3 separate regions of the Mus musculus genome follow, and regions 2 and 3 are each linked to region 1. The links are chromatin contacts, called in public promoter capture Hi-C maps. All regions are on one chromosome and are shown on one strand. Each heading gives the region's core, a stretch centred on a gene start, on an enhancer-like site or on the middle of the called end of the contact. The rest is flanking DNA. Distances are from core to core; before and after follow the strand shown. Region 1 holds the start of Cdk14 (cyclin-dependent kinase 14). Region 2 overlaps Cdk14 (cyclin-dependent kinase 14). Region 3 holds the start of Cfap69 (cilia and flagella associated protein 69).

Region 1 (4,176 bases), core at 844-3,343:
TGCACAGCACATGTACACAAAGGCTATCACACCCATGCACGTGCAGGTACACGCACAGCACATGTACACAAAGGCTATCACACCCATGCACGTGTAGGTACACATACACAGCACATGTACACAAAGGCTATCACACCCATGCACGTGCAGGTACACGCACAGCACATGTACACAAAGGCTATCACACCCATGCACGTGTAGGTACACATACACAGCACATGTACACAAAGGCTATCACACCCATGCACGTGCAGGTACACGCACAGCACATGTACACAAAGGCTATCACACCCATGCACGTGCAGGTACACGCACAGCACACGTACACAAAGCATGCCGGCTGCAAACACTCACTACTGAGCCACGACACTGGGCCTGTGTCTCTCTGTACTCAGATCAGACATTTCTAAAGGAGACAGCAGTACAGCTGCAGATACATAGCGCTCTAAGGTTTTATCATTAGCTATTTTTTCAACTTTGTTGACTGGAAGAAGGCATCAGTGTTTGGATCTCTCTCCGTCTCTTTTTTCTCTTTGTCTCTATCTCTCTGTGTCTCTGTGTCTCACTCTGTCTCTGTTTCTCTCTCTGTGAGTTCAGTTGTAACTGCTAATTTTCTAATTAGTCTGACCAAGTGGTAAATGTCAATAAAACTTTTTTTCCTGCATGAAGCCACAGTTGGTGCTTTCTGTAATTACTGAGATATGGCTGTCAGGACCCAACATCCCTGCGTTTAAACTCTCTTGACTTTGCTATGGATTCCTGGCTCTCTCCTGTTAGGGGCTTGGCTTGACTAGCTAGCAGCTTTTTATCAGTGGCAATCTACCAAAACCCTGTAATGTGCTCAGCACAGGGCAGAACAAATCAGTGTTCTACCTCACAATTTAAGGAAGGCAGGGGGCTAGTTTTTGTTTTAAGATAAACATCTTTCGACAAAACACAAACTCCCCAAAACTTCCTTTAAACTAAACAGCATTGTCACACCCACAAAAGCTCCTATTACTTACCCAGCCAGATGACTCAAGATCACTAACGTTTCTTTCATAAGGACTTTGCTGGCCCATAATCAGTACACCAGGCCAACCCCCATCTTCCTTCACCCTCCCCTGGGAGACTGACGTTTGGAGCACCTCATTTATTAGAAAAAAAAAAAGACTGTTTTCTGCCGGAACTGTTTGTCCCGGGGCTTTTTAAAAAAGCCACTCTTAAGATCCTTTTCAAGTTCATTCACTGAAGTGGGGAAAGGAGGTGACAATAGGTTGTAAGTTTACCGATGACCAGAGTATCCTGCTGAGGAGTCACCCACAGTGACATTCCTGTCACCCAGAGACAGGGCTGAGGCAAAACGCAGGTGCCCTGACTTCTAGAAGTTCCGGGGTGGGGAGCATTTTCAGCTTTTGCACTGTACCCCAATAAAATGGGGCCTCTCCTGCCCTTTGGAGCACCCACTTTCCCTGCAAATTAAAACCAACCACCCCACGCCATAAAGTCTATCCTAAACCCGAATGCGTCCCCAAGGTCTTCGAGCACCTCGTCGGACACTCCCCAACATTTCCGGGTCGTGGGCCAACACGGACCGCACCGGGTGGACTGGCCCGCCTGCGGGCTGCGGTCCCGGAGCGCGCGGAAGGAGCGCGGCCGCGGCGGGCGGAGCGCGGGCGGCCGGGAGGGGGCGCCGCCCGGGCGCGGCGGGTCCGGGAGGGCGGCGGAGGCCTGGGAGTCGGAGTCGGATTCGGAGCCGGAGCGCGGCGCGGGGTCGCGCGGGGGTCCCGGGCGCCAGGCCTCCGGCGAGGGCAGTCGCAGGTCTCCGTGCAGCGCCGCCCCTCGGGCTGGGGAACTTGTCCCGCTCGCCCGGTCCGCAGCCGCCTGCGCCTCCTCGTCCGCGGACCCCCATCTCCGGCCGCGGCCGCGCGGCTCTTGCTTACAAAGGAGGGAAAATGCGGCGGGCGGCCGCGCAGCGCGGGGGCCCCCGGGCGGCGGGGATGGCGGCAGCCCCCGGCACCACGTAAGACGCCCCCGCGCGCCCAGCCTCGGCCCAGGCCCGAGCCCCGCAGCCTGGCGAGCGCTGCGCGTCGCCCGCGGCCCGCGAGGAGGCGGAGGCGGAGGAGCAGGACGAGGCGCCGCCTTCCCCGCGCCGCGCGCCCTCGCCCGCCGTTGTCTGCGCTGCGCTGCGCTGCGCTGGACCAGTTTCGCGAAGTTGCCGGGGCCCTACGCCGCCCAGATGTGCGACCTCATTGAACCGCAGCCGGCCGAGAAGATCGGCAAGATGAAGAAGTTGAGGAGAACTTTGTCCGAGAGTTTCAGCCGCATCGGTGAGTGTAGTCGACTGTCCCCAGTGTCCTGCGGGCGATCCCGGGGCTCGCTCCCTCAGTCCCCGCGCCCACTCCGTGCTCCGGGCACCAACCAGGCGGCTGCCACCTCGGGGTGAGCTGCGAACCAGGGATGAAGGAGAGGACTCCAGGCTAGGGCAGGGACCAGCTGGAGGGCCATCCCTCTGCCCCCAGGACCTGGGCTTCGTTCGTGGACTGTCTTAAGCCTCCAATTTGAGTTCCTCCTCCCCGCCAATAGTATCTTTGGCGCCCGCAGTGAACCGGAGAGGGAACACCCGGTCCCCACCGCCATCGGGTTTCTGTGGCCACCTAGGTTACTTAAAGCGAGTTGGTTTTAAGTGCTTAGCCAATAATTTAGCTTTGGGAATTGTTGAAACGTTGACATGTGCCTGATGTTGTTTAATGTACTCAACCTAGAGGAAGTGGGACAGATACCTTGGGACCTTTTGTTCCGTACTCCGGGTCCTATAATTGGAGGTTTGGGTGTTCGGTTTGTAGGTCTTGAAACCTTCCAGCTGCTGTGGTGAAGGGTGAGCTGTGAAGTTGTGGAGACATTTATGAATATGTCTCCTGAACTTGCTCCATTAGTGCAGTCCAGAGGCTATTGTCTTCTTTAAAAAAAAAATCAACCAACTTAACAGAGCATAAACACACAGCATTAACAAAACAAAACAAAACAAAACGCTCAAGGAATGTTTAGGATACTTAATGAATACATGCTATAGGCTGCAGCAAGATGACAGCTGTGTCCGGTGGAATGGGTTTGTTGAATCTTGAGTGTTGGTGGCAGAAAGTGCCTGTAAACCTGGAGGCATAGCTGCTACCTAAACTTTGGTCCTTAACTTTCTTTGATACAGGTAACTGTGCAAAGCAAGGGAATCCTATAAGCCCCAAGCCAACACATGGGAGTGTCCCAGCATACCTTCTGGCCTTTGGCTCACCTGTTATGTTAGTGAAAGTTAATTAATTAATCATAAGCTAATTCCTTAAAGCCCTGATGTGCCAGTGAGTGTCTGCAGTCTGAAGACAGTTTGCATGTATGGACAATGAACTATGAAAACATGGATAAATATTTAGTCAAGCTTATTATTATTATTATTATTATTATTATTATTATCAATTTTGTTTGACACTTTGCTTTTCCTGAGAACACTGTAAATCATGTGCAGAAGTCATATTAGTCGTGCCTTTACTTATTACATGCGTTGAATGTACACAGACTCATTTTTCTGAGTTAGGCCTGTGAGTGTGGAGTCCTACATTCAAGTGAAGTTTGAAGCCAAGAGGAGTGTGAGAGTGAGGTGTGGAGTCTGTGCATTATTAACAAGGATGTTTCAGGGCTGGACCCAAAACACCACCCAGGCGGGTTCTGGAGTCCATTAGGGCCTGTTCTAAAGCACATTAGCTAGATAGTTACTAATGCTAATGATTCCGTTGGAGCCCCTCCAGTTTTGTGTTAAATAATTCATTGCAGTTGAGTCTCAGTAAGAAACCAAGGGTAATAATATAAAAATCCTGTATGTTTAAATAATTTTAGGGTTTGATGGCCAATCAGTACTGTTTGGATTAACTGCAGTGTTGGCAGTAGATATTATAGTTAATTGGGCTTCCTGGATTCCTCGGCTTTAGTCGTGTGAGAGCTCCCTTCTGAGTCTAACGCTCCTCACCAATGCCTGGTATGATTATGTGGCCTTTATGTCCATTCTCTAGGAAACAGTACAGCTCAGTAAAGAAAGCTGATAATGTCTTTATTGAAAGAGGACTCAGAAGAGCAGATCTTACTGTGGTACATTGTGAAAGAAATTATTGACATTTTTAAGTGATTTTTGTTGTGTATGCACCAAACCCA
Region 2 (4,176 bases), core at 643-3,142, 390 kb after region 1:
TATAAACCTTCAAATTTTGTTTTAGAAGCTATGTGTCAATCCAGTTTGTGTGGGTATATTAGTCAGGGCTCTCTAGAGTCACAGAACTTAATGGAAAGTCTCTGTAGATTAAATTAAATTACTGGAATGCCTTGCAGCCTATAGTCCAACTAACCCAACAATGGGCAGCTGTGAATGGGAAGTCCAAGAATTGAGTAGTTGCTCAATCCTAGGAGGCAGAGTGTTTCAACGGGTCTTCTGTATAAGCTGGAATCCTGAACAAGTAGATTCCAAAAGATGTGCTGTAAGTGCAGGCAGGCAGAAAAGAACGAGGCCTTCCTTCTTCCATAGTCCTTCTAGCGGAAGGTGTGGCTCAGATGAAAGGTGTGTGTCACCAAGCCTGGACTTGGAACTTGCACTGTCCCAGGCTAGCCTTGAGCTCAGGATGACTTGCCTTTGTCTTCTGGGATTAAAGGCATGTACCACCCTTCCTGGTCCCAAGGTTTTCATGGCTACTATGTCTCAATATACACATCAAAAGTCTGTGTTTTCCAGCCCCAAGATATGAATCACAGGTATGCCCTCCATTTCTGGATTGTATTTCATTCCAGATATAGTCAGGTTGGCAACCAGGAATAGCCGTCACAGTGGTTGAGTAAGTATCCCTATAACTCCTGAAGATGTAGGTTCTCCAATACCTCACTCTCATGAAAGAACAAGCCCACTGGGTCAGCCCTTATGTCATGCCCAGAGCTTTCTAAACTAACATTTTCTTTGCAGAAATGGTCCAGGACTGGTTGGTGCATCCCCAACATTTACATACTTCTCAGATAATTCTCTAAAAGCATTGGGCTGGTTTGCACTTCCCATCAGCATACTCTTTCCTAGTGTTGCTGGTTTGTGATTCAGTATTCTTACCCAGCCCAGTTTCTTTTCCAACATGCAGTGCACCCACTTCTGCAGAAGCCTGCTTATGTCTCAGATAATTTGCCAGTGTAGCATGCTTCCTTGGAGAACAGTGTTCAACCCAGACCTTCCTGGGGCTTCCTTCCTCACACACTGTGCTCCAGTGAAATGTGAGCTACGTACTGAATTAACCAGGGCCAGTCTTCTTCAGCCTGTGGCATAGAACACTAAGTTCTGATAGGCATTTTCTAAACACTCAGAGCACTGCTAGACACATTTATAAAATGTATAACAACCAGATAACTGTTACCAGTAATTGGCAGTCAAACAAATCCGCCTCAGCTCCAACCACCCACCACAGGAGCAGAATAAATGTTATTTTTCCCTTTTTTCCTCCCAGATGAATAGAAGCCTCAGATTCATTTCAGCTGTACAGAATGAAAAAGCCTTCAAGCTACCACCTGTCAATAATCCCTTTTTAAAAATTCTATAAAGACAATATAGCCCCAATAAAGATAGTCTGGGAGAACAGGAGAGAGAAAAATAAAACTCCTGACAACTTCTTTATTTTCATTTTTATATGTTTTTTTTTTCCTAAGTTTTAGCCATCTGTCATCTGTGGTTGATGTCTTTTCATGAATACAGTTTTACATTCTGATTTGTGTATTTCAAACATTTAATTTTGTTAGACATCCCATCTAATGGTTTCAGCCAGTGAGTCTGGGAGTGATGGATGGGTCTTTTCCTCAAAAGACCTGCACTTCTTGAGATGGACTGTCAGTAGATATATATATATATGAGCACTCATTCTAGTCACAGCATAGCCTTACAGGGCACTGGCAACATGAGAAAGGCTAAGGAGAAGGCCAGAACACTGGAACTTTGCACTATTAGCCACTACTGGTGGTCCTTTTTCTCAGGAGGTTGCAGTCTGGCACTTTACAGAGCTCTGTTGACTAGAGGTGTAGCCAGCAAAGGGCCTGACACTGAGAGGCTGCTGTGAGACTGGGATCCTCAGAATAATTGAGGGTGAGAAAAACGTGGGCCAGTGCGGGACTTGGACACAGAGCCCTGTGTACTCACGGCAGCTTTTGAGCTAAGTCTGGAATAAAGGCCACGTGAATTCAGCCTGCATTGAGGTTAGTGTTTGTTTCTCAAGTATTTGTTAGCAATCTTGCATGCTCTCCTCCCCCATTCTCTCCCTCTCTCCCACCCTTCTTTCTTCCTTTACTGACGCATTTTGTCTCTGAGATGCCTACTTGACAAATGTACACCACCCCCCCCCCAAGTCAAAGGTTATGGGTATTAGATTTTGCCATAGTGAACAGAGATGACTTACAGATATAAAAGCCCCTTCCGTTATTATTTTTTCATTTGTTTTCTCCTTCCGATTTCACAGAGGACTTGAATGTTTTCTAGGTGAAACAGGGAGGACATTCAGTTTGCTAAAGTGTACGAAACACTTCTTGAACAAGCATGCAGAGTTAATGTATGCCAACATTTTCTCCATTTTAGAGCTGTGACCTCTTTTTGCAAATTTTAATTGCTTTATTGAAATATAATTGTCAATTGTAAACTAAATGGTATAGCCTGTCATAGAGTTACCCTGTCTCAATGGCTATATATGTGAGATATATATTGATATTCAAGATTGTGTGTGTGTGTGTTTGTGTGTATCCAGAAAACCGTCCTGATATTCGAGACTATATTTAACCTCCCGAAATTTCATGTGTTCATTCTATATCCTTTCTTCCTTGATAAGTTATTTCTCCACTGCTGATGTTGAAAAGAGCCCCCTCAAGCCAGAGTAGATTATATTAAAGGCAGGCTCATTGGGAAACTGCTCTAGGGAAAGTTCACTGGCCCCAAGGATTGAGGGCAAGGAAGTCTACATGGGGTGGGGCAGAGGGAGATGAAAAGAAAGGGCCCAAGTGCAGAGAAAGAAGAGAGAGACAGAGACAGAGAGACAGAGACAAAGACAGAAATAGACAGAGAGACAGAGGGAGGAAACCAAAATATCTGGATTTAATAGGGATGAGCCTCTGAAGGAAGGGCAGCCCAGCCCCTGGGCTGCAAAGTTCAGGGTTAGGGGCAGGGCCATGTAGGGACTGAGGGTGATGCTGGGAGAACCTGGAGGCCAGGTCTGCTTTGATGTGTGAAACATGCACTTCAGCCCCTTGCCCAGGGTCTGAAACCAAACCTCCCAAGCTTTTGTTGCTTATAAATGAGTAAGGGGCTCAATAATCATCATGACTACGTCCTCCTGGCATCCGGGTCAGGTTTGGGGGTGTGGGCAGAAAGCTGGATGGAATGCGGCCCAGTCTGGGAAGAGCTGTTGTTTCGCTGCTGTCCAGGATGTGGGGCCATATAGGGTTGCAGGCACAGTTGAAGCAGTTTGTGAGGCTGGGCTGAAGCACCTGTGTGTGGGTAACTGTTTTGGAGTTGTCATAGATGGAGATTCTGAGAGAAAACCTGGATGTTAGGGGCAGAAGATAAAGTTTAGGGAGAAAAGCATTTTCTTGAGTGTACATTTGAAACTCTTGGGCCCATGGTCTTGGGAGTTGGAGGAGGGGTGGAGGGGTCCCAGGACCAGGGAAAGGGAATAAATCCCACCCTCAGGAGTGGGCAGCCGGGGAGGGAAACTGGCTGCTCATTGACAGCACTTATCTTGAGTCCTTTTGACTTGTGAGAGGCAGATTCTAGTGGATTCCCTGAAGCTTACCAGAATCCTTTAAGTTTATACTCCATTCCTCAGCCCCCCTCTTATTCCAGGCAACCTGTTGTCACTAGAAGTAAATTTACATATTCTAAATCTTGTAGAAATATAGCCTACATGTTCTCAGGATTCTGGCTCTTTCATAGAATCTAACTATTTTGACATTCATTTTGTTTTAACTCTTGTTAGTGTTTGTTTATTTATTTATATTTTGTGGATATGCCACATTTTCTAAACATTTACACACTGGTAGATATTTAAGTTGATTCTAGTTTTACTGTTTCTAGCTATTACAAATCAAGTGTCTCTGCAAAATTATTTATATGGACATATCTACTTTTCTTTGAATAAATATGTAAAAGTAGAAATGCTAGATCATATGGATCCAATCTTGCCTGTTAAAGATCCTAGCCTGGCAAGAGTGCTCAGTGGATAAAGATCCTAGCCTGGCAAGAGTGCTCAGTGGATAAAGATCCTAGCCTGGCAAGAGTGCTTAGTGGATAAAGATCCTAGCCTGGCAAGAGTGCTCAGTGGATAAAGGTTCTTGCAGGACTCACAAGGTACATGGAAAGAAC
Region 3 (4,176 bases), core at 1,086-3,585, 280 kb before region 1:
GATTTGAGTATCTGACTTCAGGGGTAGCTGTTCTACTTGTCTTTTCTGTTCCATTTGTCATGTATAAATTTCAGAGGTGATTAGTTTGTAGGCTGGCAACTCTAAGTCAATATGAAAAAGACTGTTTAAAGTGCATGAGTAAATTAAATTCCAGCACTCTTCTGCTAGAAATTTCCCCAAAAGCTAACCCACTATATTAATAATATTTAATATAATGCTATAAAAGTTCTCTAAACAAACTACTTTGTCTCAGCAGGTAATAATCTTTGTTTGAACATTTAGGACAAGCAGCATTGGTTTAGAGAGAATTAAATTCACATGTAACTTAAATACTTACAAAATGTTTGTAATTCATGATAATGAATAAGTGCAGTTTTGCTAACTTGCTAATGAGGCACGGTGAAAAACAAAATGGTAAGAATTATATTAGTATTGAATTTGTTTAAGTCTATGTTTAACTTCGTTCATTACTTCTAAATGTACAAATTGTATTTAGGTTGATATATGAAAACTTTGTTTTACATGTACAAGTGCTTCTAAGAAGCACTAAGTCATATCTTCATGATGCTACGTTCTGCGAGCGGCCAATGTATTGACGCACTGAAACATTCCGATTCCCTGGGTAGACCTGATTTCTCGCGTTTCTCTATTATTAATTGATCTTTTGTTGAAGTAATTGGACATCTCGGTAGACATTAATCTTTTTATCCATCTATGTTCACCTGCATCATCATAAACAGGGATCAATGAATAGTAATTAAAATTAAATCCACACATTTAAACAGTCGAAGCTCTTGAAAACATAAACCTTGGTGCACTTCTAAGGAGAAATGCTGTGAAACAAATAATTGTCACCAAGTCCATTTGCAAATAGAGGAAGCCCCAGCCAGTTCCTTTTTCTTTTGAGATGGCTAACTTTGGTAAAACTGTTCCAAAACAATAATAACAAAAAACTACACATCATGAGCTTCTTAGTTTTTATATGTACACTTGTTAAAATGGGCATTATTCACACCAGGAGGTGCAAAGTTCTGCATTCCTGACGAGCCCCTAATGGCCACACAGTTAGGAAACCCATGAAAACCACTTTGAGTAGCAAGGATCTAAAATGCTTAATCTAGATAATTTACAAAATTCTTTCATTTTACCTTAAATCAAAATCTAGCCCTTGACATTTTCATGAACACTTATTGAACACCTTCTATGATATTGACTAGAAGGACCAAGAGTATGGCCTTCAGACCAACTACATCAGCATCACATGGGAACTCACTATAAAGGCAAACTGGAACCAGACAAGGTATTCACAAACATGCCTACCTACATCTCCAGCATGTCACAGGCTGGGGACACACAGCCACACCTTCACTCAGCAAGTAAGCAAATTAGTGGCTATGTACAAATTTTTAATTGCCTTAGTCTCAGTAGCATAACATGGTTGGGCTATTTCGTCAATAAATTCCACTAACTATACAGTGAGCACCAAAAAACAAAACAAAATAAAAGACAAAAAAAAAAGAGCATGCCACTAAGCGTGACATCTAAAACAACAGAAAAAATACAGGCTTCCTGGGAAAGATCAGGCCAGACTGTTTCATAGAGTGTAAGCCTTCTGAAGATGGTAGCATGAAGTTTGTACTCTATGAAGAGATCACAAGGCGACTGAGTATGAAGTGCGTGAGACTTCTGTCCCTCTTGCTTCTCAACCTACTAATGAATAAAATAAATGCTATCGTAGAAAAACAATTACAAAACTGGACTGTTGATTTGCCAGGTTGGAGAACACATCCTGTGAAGAATGTCAGTGTCTTTCTCTGGTTGCAAAAACGAGAACTTTCCATCCCAGGCCATACTAGACACCCAACCACTCTACTGCTCGAAAGATTTTCAAAAGTCTGTACTATGCCTTATTTGTTTGTCTAACTGTTCAATTAGGCCAGTACAAAAGTACAACATATATATATATTTGTGTGTGTGTATATATACATATATATATATATATATATATATATGTATATATACACACACACACCTGGGAAATTAAGCTACACTGACTGGTCCTATCTCTGCAGAAAGGGTAAAGTGCTCAGATTTCAAGATTATGCCAATCACATCCCTCAGAATGCATCTTACCTCCAGCTCATACTCCTCCGCCCCACACAGGCACTTATTAAGCAAGGGCCATTGCTACAAGACTGAAACACTAAGTGCATACCGCGATCTCAGTCACTGGTCTCCTTTGTCTCCCGCGCCGCACACCAGCAGACCCTCTTTTGGTGAAGTTTGGCTCTCCCAGCTTCCGTAAGCCCCGCCCCTAGCAACGCCCGGGCTTGTGTTAGCAACTGGAGCGCGCTGGGTGCCTTGGTCCTCCTGTGGGCACTAACAGCAGTTGGATGTCCGCTATGTTGCTGCGGCGGGGGTTACGACAGAACTTTCGGGGTCTTTCTCCTCCCTAGCTCAGCAGCGTGTTTTCTGCCAGGGCTCGTGGGTCCGTGGCTGCGGACGCACCTAAGACCTCAGGCTCCCACCCCGAACCATGTCCACCGCGGAGGCCTCGGCCACCACGGCCGACGCCGCCGAGGCGGGCGGCAGGACGAAGACCGGCAGTCCCCGCACAATCCCGGTGTTTGGGGTGGCGATCCCGGATGGGGAGATGCAGGTACGGCCGGGCTGTGCAGCAGGAGCGGAGAAGGGCATAAGGCTCCAGGGCAACCCAGTGGAATGAAGACCAGAATGAGATTTGGGAACCTGTGGGATGGAGATAATGATAGCCCAGCTGATCCCTGGAGGCTAGTGAAGAGGGGACTGGATGTCGTCAACCAATCTGTCTGGGGACTCTAGCTGCGTGGTTCTCATAAAGGGCGCGGGGGGGGGGGGCGAGGGGGGGAGCGCTCTTTCAAGTGTGGCCACGACAGGAACTGACATTGATTTGATAACTAGATCACTGTGGTGGGTTTTTGGTCTATTGATCCGTTATAAAGTGGCGTTCCCTGGGTTTCTTTCCTGCTAAATTGCCTGCTTCTGAAGCTTGCACTCACAGGTAGGGCAGATGCTGTTTGGAGAGCTGGGCACAATTTTCTTTGTTGTGTTTATACTTGTTTTCGGGTTTGCTATTGTTATAAATGTAAAGATTATTAAAATTGGGTTGAGGAACCTCTCTGCATTGCCCCCACACTAATGGTGTGGGGGGCCACTATGGGAATTCCTGTTGAGACGTCACAACTCCCAGACTGCGTCAGGAACTCTGTCTCCTGTGGCCACATCCTGGAGCCTTGGAGAGTTACTTGGGAGCAGTCAGTTGGCTGGGACTACTTCTGTGGGAACTGGGTGGAGCTCTCTGAGGGCTCTCACACATGTACGCCAACAGCCCTCAGAGTAACTACTTTTACATAAAGAGGGGATGCCAGGGGAATTTCCCTAATCAGTTTTGTGGAGGTATTCCTGTACAAGATCGGAGACGTGTGAGTGATCACCGCTTTCCACTCTCTGGGCTACAAGGAAGCTAGGCATTGCCACTATATAGGTGAGTTTGACTCTCATTTTTCTTTGGGCAAAGATTACATGACACAGACAAACGAGTTTAAAGACGTTCAATGGGTCATTGCAAAAGAAAAAAGAAGTTCGTGACATAGGAAGTAACATAGCTAGAAGTGTCTTGTGTTCATTCCTGCCTCTCCTTCTATGAGTATTCATATTGTTAGAAAGTACTGAGAGAATCAAAAGGCAATTTCTTCCTAAAGAAATGGAATAGAAAACAATTCAGAATTAGGAGAAATCTTGGTGCTCTCTCATTCCTCTTGGGTGTATTGCTTGCAGTTGCCTTTACAAATAAAGTGTCTTTAAGTCCACCAGGAACTAACTGTAGCCACCCAGTTCCTTTACTCACTGTGGGGCCTAGTGTTCCTAGTAATACTTAAGACGATAACCTTTAGTCCTCTGTTCAAGTCAGCAGAGAGACCTTTGGACGCTTCAAAATTCAAAGCATTCCACTTTTGCCTGTATGCAAGAAACAGCTAAACCATTCCACCAGCTATGAAATCAAAGACATGTGGAGATAATAATGAAGATTAAGATGGAGATTCTGATAGTACTGATGTTCATTGTGTTCAGCTTAGTGAAGGCCTGGAGACTGCTCAGTGGGTATGGGTGCTAGATAGCCTGACTTCCATACCCCAG

What was found. Promoter capture Hi-C pulls out the DNA fragments that hold promoters and counts their contacts.
Region 2: a contact with region 1 is called in a promoter capture Hi-C map of hippocampal neurons, with 4 times the contacts expected there. The contact joins the enhancer-like site here to the promoter of Cdk14 in region 1. A contact is called at or near these places in 11 of 39 promoter capture datasets (the 3T3-L1 cell line, 3T3-L1-derived adipocytes, cranial neural crest and 6 more), 8 of 484 Hi-C or Micro-C datasets (the 3T3-L1 cell line, centroblasts, embryonic fibroblasts and 4 more), 13 of 115 datasets of contacts at active chromatin or transcription factors (the NIH/3T3 cell line, a beta-TC-6 cell line, bone marrow-derived macrophages and 9 more) and 4 of 9 other capture datasets (adipose tissue, embryonic stem cells, liver and 1 more).
Region 3: a promoter capture Hi-C map of hippocampal neurons shows a contact between it and region 1, with 2.2 times the contacts expected there. The contact joins the promoter of Cfap69 here to the promoter of Cdk14 in region 1. A contact is called at or near these places in 4 of 39 promoter capture datasets (the 3T3-L1 cell line, hippocampal neurons, pre-B cells and 1 more) and 1 of 115 datasets of contacts at active chromatin or transcription factors (pancreatic cancer cells).

Annotation. Positions count from the first base shown.
Region 1 is chr5:5,378,168-5,382,343 of GRCm38.p6, reverse strand. It overlaps Cdk14 (cyclin-dependent kinase 14), which reads left to right and starts at 2,093. Exons shown (of 15, transcript NM_011074.3): 1 at 2,093-2,309. The coding sequence starts at 2,219.
Region 2 is chr5:4,988,182-4,992,357 of GRCm38.p6, reverse strand. All of the region lies in intron 10 of Cdk14 (cyclin-dependent kinase 14), which reads left to right. Among named protein-coding and RNA genes, the nearest start is that of Fzd1, 230 kb to the right of the region's middle. Within about 2 kb of position 1,892, at least 18 of the 459 cell types and tissues checked have an H3K27ac peak or open chromatin away from gene starts, as enhancers often do. A contact at or near this core is called in forebrain and hippocampal neurons, where this site is marked.
Region 3 is chr5:5,662,391-5,666,566 of GRCm38.p6, reverse strand. It overlaps Cfap69 (cilia and flagella associated protein 69), which reads left to right and starts at 2,335. Exons shown (of 23, transcript NM_172447.2): 1 at 2,335-2,659. The coding sequence starts at 2,537. Steap2 (six transmembrane epithelial antigen of prostate 2) reads left to right here. Exons shown (of 6, transcript NM_001103156.2): 6 at 1-1,738. Gm40262 (a long non-coding RNA gene) reads right to left here and starts at 2,190. Exons shown (of 3, transcript XR_868231.3): 1 at 2,134-2,190.